2 separate regions of the Triticum aestivum genome follow, and region 1 is linked to region 2. The links are chromatin contacts, called in public Hi-C maps. All regions are on one chromosome and are shown on one strand. The core of a region is the stretch at or near the end of the contact, and the rest is flanking DNA. Distances in the headings are between cores, read along the strand shown.

What was found. A called contact is a pair of places that touch in the nucleus more often than the background predicts.
Region 1: a contact with region 2 is called in a Hi-C map of root, with 6 times the contacts expected there. The contact joins the promoter of LOC123119287 here to the enhancer-like site in region 2. A contact is called at or near these places in 2 of 5 Hi-C or Micro-C datasets (leaf and root).

Annotation. Positions count from the first base shown.
Region 1 is chr5D:40,485,025-40,490,084 of IWGSC CS RefSeq v2.1, forward strand. It overlaps LOC123119287 (heavy metal-associated isoprenylated plant protein 35), which reads left to right and starts at 3,527. Exons shown (of 3, transcript XM_044539033.1): 1 at 3,527-3,754; 2 at 3,844-3,919; 3 at 4,028-5,060. The coding sequence starts at 3,728. The coding sequence ends at 4,962.
Region 2 is chr5D:40,410,628-40,415,535 of IWGSC CS RefSeq v2.1, forward strand. No RefSeq gene overlaps it. Among protein-coding and RNA genes, the nearest start is that of LOC123119286, 13 kb to the left of the region's middle. Within about 2 kb of position 2,119, at least 4 of the 8 cell types and tissues checked have an H3K27ac peak or open chromatin away from gene starts, as enhancers often do. A contact at or near this core is called in leaf and root, where this site is marked.

The sequences.
Region 1 (5,060 bases), core at 2,277-4,776, 76 kb after region 2:
CTTCTTCTCCGGTGCCTGGTAAGGCCGGGGAACCAGCATCTTCGTCAGAAGCGGGATGGCTGGTTCCTCGGGCAGCGGAGCCGGACACTTAATCCGCTCCGCCTTCTTTGTCCAACCCTGAAAAAATAAATAGTGAGGCTTGGGTATCTTTCCTGAACAAGCAAGCGAAGGATACACCTTCAAATGCGAAAGACTTACCGTACTGGCGGGTTGGGCCAGGGCGTGCCCACGGTCCTCGATTGTCTCCGGCGGCGTCTCATTGCCCTTGAAGAGCACCTTCCAGATATCTTCGTGCGTAGTTCCGAAGAATTGTTGCAAGGTCTAGTGCTCGGCCGGATTGAACTCCCATAAGTGGCAAGTCCGGCTCTGGCATGGAAGGATCCGGCGAACTAGCATTACCTGGATCACGTTGACGAGCTTGATGTTCCTGTCCACCATGCTCTGGATGCGCGTTTGCAGCGCTGTCAGCTCGTCCGACGAAGACCAATTCAGGCCCTTCTCTAGCCAAGAGGTGAGCCGCATTGGGGCTCCGGATTTGAATTCGGGAGCCGCGGCCCAGGTGGCGTCGCGGGGTTCTGTGATATAGAACCACAGTTTTTGCCACTCTTTGACGGTCTCCACAAAGGTACCTTTGGGCCATGTGACATTGGGCATCTTGCTCACCATGGCACCTCCGCACTCTGCGTGTTGGCCGTCCACCACCTTCGGCTTCACGTTGAAGATTTTAAGCCACAGTCCGAAGTGGGGTGGAATGCGGAGGAAGGCCTCGCACACGACAATAAATGCTGAGATGTTGAGGAAAGAGTTTGGGGCTAGATCATGGAAATCTAGCCCGTAATAAAACATGAGTCCGCGGACGAAGTGGGGGATGAACACCACCCTCTCATTGGGCTTCGGGGTGGGGACGATCTGCCCCTTTGCCGGAAGCCGGTGGGCGATTTCTTTTGCCAGGTACCCGGCCTCCCGAAGCTTGGTGATGTCCTTCTCCTTGATGGAGGAGGCCATCCACTTGCCTTGCGATCCAGATCCGGACATGGTTGAGTGTTTTCTTGAGGCGGAAAAGATGAGGACTTGGGTGCTGGAGCTCGAGAATGGGAGGGCAGAGAGAGAGAAGGCGTGGATGAAGGAAGTGAATCCTTATCTCCTTATAAGGGCAGTGAATATCAAGCGCCTCCCCACTCGCCTTAAAACTCGCCTGTTCCTAAGGGCTGTGCAGACGGCACGGTTGGATTACCCACGCCCCTATTGATGAGAATCCCGTAATAAGGGGACACGATCTCTGCTGCGACAAGACGTGCCAATAGAAACTGCATCTTGAAATGTGAAGCGGCATGCAGAAAAACGGTTCGAAATGATAACCAGGCAGGGACGTGATGTCACGTTACAAAAAAGTTGTCAGTGGATTGGACTCGTGAAATATTATACTCTCTGCGGTGGTGTGTGGTACTTGTTTTGCAGAACCGGACACGTTCGTTGCGTTTGAAGACCGTGTTGAAATATTCGGAGAAGGAACCCGCCTTGCAATGCCGAAGACAATCTGCGCGCCTGATACCTCGTCATTGAAGCCTGGTTCAGGGGCTACTGAGGGAGTCCGGGATTAAGGGGTCCTCGGGCGTCCGGACTATGGTAGGTGGGCCGGACTAATGGGCTGTGAAGATACAAGACCGAAGACTCTCTCCCGTGTCCGGATGGGACTCTCCTTGGCGTGGAAGGCAAGCTTGGCGCCCGGATATGAAGATTCCTTTCTCTGTAACCGACTTTGTACAACCCTAGTCCCCTCCGGTGTCTATATAAACCGGAGGGCTTAGTCCATAGGGACGAAATCATAGTCATAATCATACAGGCTAGACTTTTAGGGTTTTAGCCATTACGATCTCGAGGTAGATCAACTCTTGTAATACTCATATTCATCAAGATCAATCAAGCAGGAAGTAGGTTATTACCTCCATAGAGAGGGCCCGAACCTGGGTAAACATCGTGTCCCCTGTCTCCTGTTACCATCAACCTTGGACGCACAGTTCGGGACCCCCTACCCGAGATCCGCCGGTTTTGACACCGACAGTCATATAAAAAAATGGTGCTCCAAAAGTGTTATTTCCGAAAACATTTTGTAGTGCTAATTTTTTTGCCTAGACTTACACGAATGTCATTTCGTGATGAAATTTTGCAAGCAATGAGAAATTTTGTGAATGTTTCCACAAAAAATATTCACATTTTTTGAAATGCTTTACAATTTTTTGGATTTTACTGTTCATCGCGAGCTCAAATTAGCTCGCGAGCAGAAGTTGACTTCCGCTAGCTTAGTTGTTAATGTTATATATACGTAGCGCAAAATGAAATTGGTGGCGTGGCGCTAACATGGCATGTCACTGGTGATATATATTTCTAGTTGTGTTGGACACGTGGCACATCATTAGCACATAGTTACGACTCACGTGCGCACAAGCGCCATCAGTAAAAATTATCACTCGCACTATATTGGCGGTGTTGGGTGCCAACGCCACCAAGGCCCTTTTTGGCACACCACTACTAGGCTTTTCTACACTAGTGCTAGATGAAACTCATGTGAAATATACCTAAGATAATTATCTTTAGGGATGGAAGAGTTTAGAACAAATGAGGAGGTTTGTGATGTGAGAATTTGTGCACATTGTGCATTGTACGGTAAATCGTAAAGTAGAAAAGAAATTGTAATTCATTTAGAAGATTTCTTTTTGGATAATTTAAGCCTGAAAAATTCTAAAACAAAGAAGAAATGCATGCATTTTTTATGTTTCTGTGTATTATGCATTGTAAATCGTGAAGTAAAAAGAAAGTGTGTCATTTCATTCAGAAGAGAAATATATGGATAGTTAAAGCATGAAAGATTTTAAAACAAACGAGGAATGCTTGTGTTTTGGGGTTTGCTCATTGTGATTAAGCTCAACCATGAAATATTTTAAGTAGTACATGTGGCAGAATTTGTTGTTGTGCAGATGATACCCAACGGTTAATAGTGTTCAGATTTGCTATATTTGCACAGGTAGATTGGCTTCATCCAAAGACCAATATTAAAAATTATACATGGGCTACAGAGTGATGTAAAATTATTCGTATTAATTCCGAAAAAAAGTCTGAATTGGATAGTAACGTATATCTGATCGCCTTGAAAACGGTAATCATAACCAGTGAACAGCATTTTGATGGCAACTTTAGTTATCGCGTGGATGCCAGTACGATAAAATTTGATGAAAAACAGAGTTGCCGTGCTTGCTGATTGCCATGCTCAGCCAACATAAATTGTCAACAAAATCACTCTCAAATATCATCCTCCCACCAAACGTTTATAGGGGTGAGTGTATACGTGTATGTAACGCTTGCGTCCGTACTTTGTTAAAAAAACATGAACGAAGCCACGGGCACGGCAGGTACCGTAGAATTCTTTCACGACGCCTGGTACCTAGGAACGGAACGGATACGCCGCCGCCGCCGCCTGTGTACTAACGATAAATACGGCCGCCGCAGCAGAGCAGCCGCCCGGCCCATATGTCAGTGGCGTATGTGGTCGTACTCCATCCCCGCGTCCACCTCTATAAGTTGAGCACCGCATCTGCTGCCTCCCCTGAGCTCCCAGCGTCCTGAGAGCCACATACTCGAGCGCCCCTCCATCCTCATCCTGCTCCCCAACCAAGAAGCGACACAACGGTGAGCAGTCCCCAGAGGCCAGAGCAGAGCGCACTCCCATCCCATGGCGTCGGGAGAAGCGGCCATGCAGGTACACCATCTCGCCCCGTTTCTAGCCCTTCCGTCCAAGGAATTCAGTTGAGTTGCATGCTCATGTGACATTCTTTCTTGGATCTGCAGACCTTCGTGCTGAGGGTGACCATCCACTGCCATGGCTGCAAGAAGAAGGTCCGGAAGGTGCTCAAGAGCATCGAAGGTACTAGCGCCACCCTCCTCCTTCTCCTCGCGCCGCTGCATTTTCGTGTGGCTTTCGGCTTAATTGACTACCTAACTAAGTGGTCGTCGTTTTGGTTGGGATGTTCAGGCGTGCAGGACGTGAAGGTAGACGCCCAGCTGCACAAGGTGATGGTGACGGGCACCGTGGACGCCGAGACGCTCATCAAGAGGCTGCACAAGTCAGGCAAGCAGGCCCTGCCATGGCAACACACGCCTGCCAAGAATCCCGACCCTGCGCCGCCAACCCCAGCCGACGCCCCCGCGCCGGCCGAGGACGGCAGCAAGGATGCCGCTGTAGCGGACAAGAAGCCGGCGGAGGAGCCGCAGGCCGACAGCTCGGACAAGAGGCCGGAGCAGGAGACGGCCTCGGAGAAGAAGAAGCCTGAGACGGAGAAGGAAGCAGAATCTGAGAAGAAGGCTGGCAAGGAGGAGGAGGCGAAACCAAGGTCAAGCGACGAGGAAAAGAAAGACGGCGGCGAGGGCGCGGCGGCCGAGCCCAAAGCAGAGGGCACCGAGCCCGCGAGTGAACCCGCTGCCGCCGCAAAGGAGGCCGGCGATGATGAGGGCGAGGCGAAGAAGAAACAGAGCAAGCCCAAGGACGCCGATAGGTCCCTGTCCCCAGCGCCGGCGCCGGCCCATGTGCCGAGGTACGCGCACCAGGAATTCAACGCGCCGCAGCCGGTGATGAGCTACAACATGGCGCAGCCGAGGGCGAGCGTGTCCCACTACGCGCCGCAGCCGGAGCGGGGCTACTCGCAGCAGCAGGCCGGGTACTCCTCCTACTCCATGATGCAGCACCCACCGGCACCGGCGCAGCAGGCCTACTCCCAGCAGGCGCAGCCAATGCAGCAATGGTCGCCGTCGTACCTCTACATGCCGTACCCGCACGCGTCGCCGGAGTCCTACTACCAGGACTACTATAGCCCGCCCGGGACGCACGCGTCGCCGCCGCCCCCGCCGCCGCTCCACGACTCGTACCGCCTGTTCGACGACGAGAACCCCAACTCGTGCAGCGTCATGTGATGTGATGGCGGCTCCGGCGACCGCCGGAAAAGTAGCCGGCCTCATAATCGTCGTAATAGAGACCTCTCTGGTTGTAGGTAGAGTAGCTTGTTACTCTC
Region 2 (4,908 bases), core at 869-3,368:
CCTTTGCGCGCTCCCCTTGCCTCCGTCATTGTCTCCCCGCCGGTCACGCCAGCGTATTAGCGTCCCAGTGCACCAGGCGAAGTGGCACTTGGAGCACCGCGTCCCCTTCCCTACCCCGACGTCACGCTGCCACACGATTGGCACTTGGATCCAGAGAGGATCCCAGTGCCGACGGTGCCGCGGTTAGCGCGTGCGCACGCGGAGGAGGTGCGGCGCCGGCGGCGGCAGCTGATGCCGGAGCAACGCCTCAACCTCGCCTACGCATCAGACTCTACCTATTGGGAGGTCTGGTTCGCGTTGGAGCACGAGGAGCAGAGTCGGTGCGGCGTCCGCGACGTGGAGGCTGGCACCCCGCCGTTCGCAACGCGGACCAGGAGGCGGAGGCTGCCTACCAGGCGGCGCTGGCGGCTGCCCTCCGTGAAAGCGAAGAGGAGGAGGAGGCAGCGTAGCAGGCGCGGCTGTCGGAGGCCATGGCGCTCTCCGCTGCTGGCGACTGCGTTGTGCCGCCGCTGATGCCGCCGTCCCCCATCAAGACCGAACTGCCGCCGACCCCCGTCAAGACCGAGCACTACACATGGCATGGGTACATGCGCGAGTGGGTCAGCACACCCCCGTCTGGTTTGGGGCGACACCGGCGCAAGAGCAGATCTACCGGGAGCAATGGCGGGAGCGCAGGCTGGCGGAGGAGCACCGTGAGGGCGAGCGGCTCGAGCAACTGGAGCGCGACGCGAATGAGCAGCGCCGCGAGGCGGAGGAGGAGGATCGCCATGCCCGCGGTGCGGCAGAGCAGCCGGCGGTGGTACGGCCAGCGGCGGAGGATGTCGCCACAGCCTGGGAGACGGCGTTCCCCTAGGCTAGCCCGGCGCCGATGCTCATCGACCTCACGGCACCGATGACGACGACGAGAACGCCTAGGGCAGCGCGCCTCCTCCTAGTTTTTAGGTTTGTTTAATGTTTTTACTTAATGCAAAGTGGACTCTCGCCGGCCATTGTGGCTAATGTTTAATTAACGTCTTTTATTTACAAAATATTTGCAGTATTTGTTTCGCGCCAACTAAAAAACGGGTTGGGCCAGCGTTGGGCGCAAGCGCCGACCTAAACGCGAAAACGGACATGGGCGTTCGTCGGCCCGATCCAAACAGACAAAAAACCGGACAAAATCACCGTCCATTTGAGTCGGCCGGTTGGAGTTGCTGTTACATGCCAGAACTCCACGCCCGTACGCCGCCAAAAACTAACTAACTACTCGCTCTAGCCCATCCTGCTAGCCCTCTCAGGAAAGGGGTGAAATCGCCCTTGAGGAGGCCAGCAGATTTCCACGCTCGACGCTCACTCTCTAGTCTCTACCCTAGCAATCACGGCCGCGCGGGGCACTCCCCATGTATGTGTGTCCCAACAGAATTAGCTAGGTTCCAACTCACAACAGAGAGAAAACAGAAGTAGCTAAGTGAGCGAGCTGCGGTTGCGGGAGTCGAGACTCGAGAGGCAGGCAGATGAGATCCACGTACTGCTAGCCAACGACTTGGCGCGCAAATGCTAGCGTCAAGGCCGCAATCTGTGCGGCGAGCAATCCTCTCTTTTCGCTGCTACTAGCCGGCTCCTACGTAGGACGTAGCTAGGAGTAGTAACCGCACTATGTAAGGCGCAGCGTGGCGTTCGTTGGCGCTGACGCTGACGCTGACGCCGCGGGGCGTGGAAGCGCAAACAGTCGAGAGAAGAAAAAACTTGACAAGAATTTGTGACGGTGCCGGTGTTCAATTTGGCACCCTGCTTGTATTCTATAGCTCGTTGCGTACGTACAGGTGCTTGAAGCTTGGTCCATCGCGATCAGCGAGCTGCACCACTATATTATCACGGAGGAAATAAGATCTATCGATCAATAATATGACAAAAAAGACAAAAAGAAAAGGTAATAATTGATCCGGGCGGCCGGGCGGCCCATGCAGCACCGCTGCACGGGCACGGTATGGTGACGACGTGGCGTCGACGTGGAACGTACATACAGCACCTAGTAGAAACAATTAAAGCTGTGAGATGACACCTACGTGCATGAACCCATCGGTCGGCAAGCCGTCCGTCCATACACGCAGCAAATAACGGGGTTTCTGCAGAAACGGACGAACCAAGGATGAACCGCATGCATGTATACGCAACAAATGACGCGAGTACGTACGTACGTATGGTTGCCATACCGCCTTGTTCGGCGTTGCATACGATTTGTTTAATGTTATCCTGCCGTCTCTGCTTCAATTTTGGCGGTTTCATTTCTACTCCTACGTGCGGTTTCTTTCTTTGACCATCAACCAACATCAACATGGTTGGTGCTTTTCATTTCGATGTAAAAAGGACGTATGGTCGTTTCCCGCAAAAAAAAAAAAGAAGTCGTATGGTGCAGTGAGTGCATGGTCCTTGGCGACAAAACCGTAGCTGCCTCTCCCACGTGGCCGGTACACGAGCGTGGAGCCTACCCAAACGTACTGCTGCTGCTGCACCATCCGTCCGGCGTGGAGCCGAGATCGGTCGAGGACAAGCCTTGTAGGTTCCTCTCCCTTCCCTTCCCTTGGCCAAGGGAGGTGCATGGGGATTGGGAGGGAAAGGGCACACATGCATCTCGTTTTACATTCCCCGTTTCCGTCCGCCAACCGCACGGCCGCCGGCTGACTTAATTTTGACCCGACAAAGCACGAGGCCCGGCACATATCAAGAGAGACGCATCCCCAACCCCACCGTGCACATATCTATCCGGCTTGGTCTGTTTTTTGGGTTTTTGTTTTTGAACAAAGCTTGGTCGCGCATGAATATGAATGCGAGGAGAGAGAGGGAGACGTGCCCTTCTCTCCCTTTGGCCGCTACGAACAAAGCCTTTTAATTGGACCTGCCCCTCCCCGGCTCGTACGCTCGCTCGCTCACCGGAACAAAAACTCCAATTAACAAAACAGAGCCGCCCGCCCACAGCCATTAATTTCCTACGCACCCCAGTCCAGCACAGAATGCTACGTGCCCATCGGAGCCACAAAAGGGCAAGCGATAGAGTGCGAGTTGCTGATGAGTGTGCAACACTAATGCTACGACTGACTGCACCTCATGAATCATTCATCTGCATCCTGATGCTGGCGTTTCAAAAAACAATGCCACTACGTAACAATCATGCAGGCAGAGGCAGAGGCAGGCGGCTGCTCGTCACGCAACACATGAGTCCAACAAGACGTACAAAGAACGAAAGAGACCAAAGAGATGGACAGTTTATTACTGCATCTATATATCTGTCAGACAAGAAAGAAAGAAAACATGTGGCTGGCTCCCCGATCTCCAAAGGCCAGGATAGAAAGCTTGCGGCTGTGAAAATAACCCTGCACCACCATGCCCATGGGTTCCACCGAAAACGCCCTCCCAGTGCAGGCCCGCCTTGGAAGTTGGAGCTTCTCGCGGTCACGGATGGCAATCATCATCACAAGAGAGCAAAACCAGAGCTGTCCGTCCCTCTTGCTTGCGCTGATGCTGCTGCTGCTACAGCACTAGTACTACCGCTCTCCGTACTAGTACTAGCTGAGGCTGTAGATCGATCTCGGTCTAGGCCTTATCGAAATCGCAGGGCCCAAGGATAAGCAAAGCCTTTTTCTTCATGTAAAATGTGCATGTAGTAGTGCGGCTTAGCCATGGTGCAGTCCAACATCTCATCATGCATGTTTCTCCAAAGCTACTAATAATATTTCAAAAGCTAATAATTCTTCTAAGGTCGTACTACGTACTACTACTTTTTCTATGCTCCTGCGTCCTCCACCACGAGTCTCGCTGATGATGTAATCGAGAGCCAGTCTACCATTTCTCTCCAAAGCAAAAAAAAGGTAGAAATAATTCAGGGATGAACCTTTCCACTTAAAAAAAACTAAATAAATCGAGAGTACGTCAATGGCGCAAGCTTACGGCAGATTCGACTTCCATCTTTTCACTTCATATTCATATGCATAACCATGCATCCGGGTATCTTTTTTATTTAGAGCCTTGAGATTCCACGAAATCAGCTTCTAGTCAACTATTCAACCTCGCCAGCGCCCTTAATTTAAGTATGCATTTAATTTTGACTCCAGTTCCGACCAAGCGTCAAATTTTACGACTGAACGAAACGTCGGATCTAAACCCCAGCCCATCAACGTGATCGTGCTAGTTTTGCCCCACAAAAAGCTCAATTTTCACTGGGACACACTAGCAGGCCTAAAAACTTGGAATTTTGCGCCCAACTAGAGAAAATAGCTAAAAACATATAAAAAGTTGCCATCGGCAAACATATAAACTTGCCATAGTTACAATACATGGATACCATCCATGGCCTAATTTTAGTAAAAATTATATACATGTCTAAACAATGAAGGCAAAATTATACAAAAAATCATGTGACAGAAATTAGAGAATCTTGTGTCCCAAATAATGATAATACTGTTGACGGCAGTGTCGCTGCAATCACAAGAGAACTACAAACAACCAATTGGTTGGATGTCTTTTGGAACAAAACGCTTATAATACCAGAAAATGTCATACATGAACTTCCACAAAATGGCCATGCATTAGAAGTAAACTTGCCATATCATGAAACAAAACAAGGAAACTTAACAAATTATTCTACAAAAGCACCGGAAATCCAATTCGGCTCTTGGGAGTATATGCTCCCGCGCACCAAAAATGCTTTTTGCAAATGTCAAAAGAATTTGAAAAAACATGAATGTGTTCATTGTGACACTCAAATGCTACCTGCAATTTTAGGGGAAAGCTTAAGCATTTTGAACTGTGCAAAAAAAAAAAAACAAGTCAAACGCCAAATGTTACCTCCAAGTGTTGCACTTGATTTTGTTTAAACACTGCTATCCTGCTTCACATGAAAATTATCAAGCCCCCTTGGTATATTATAATAGC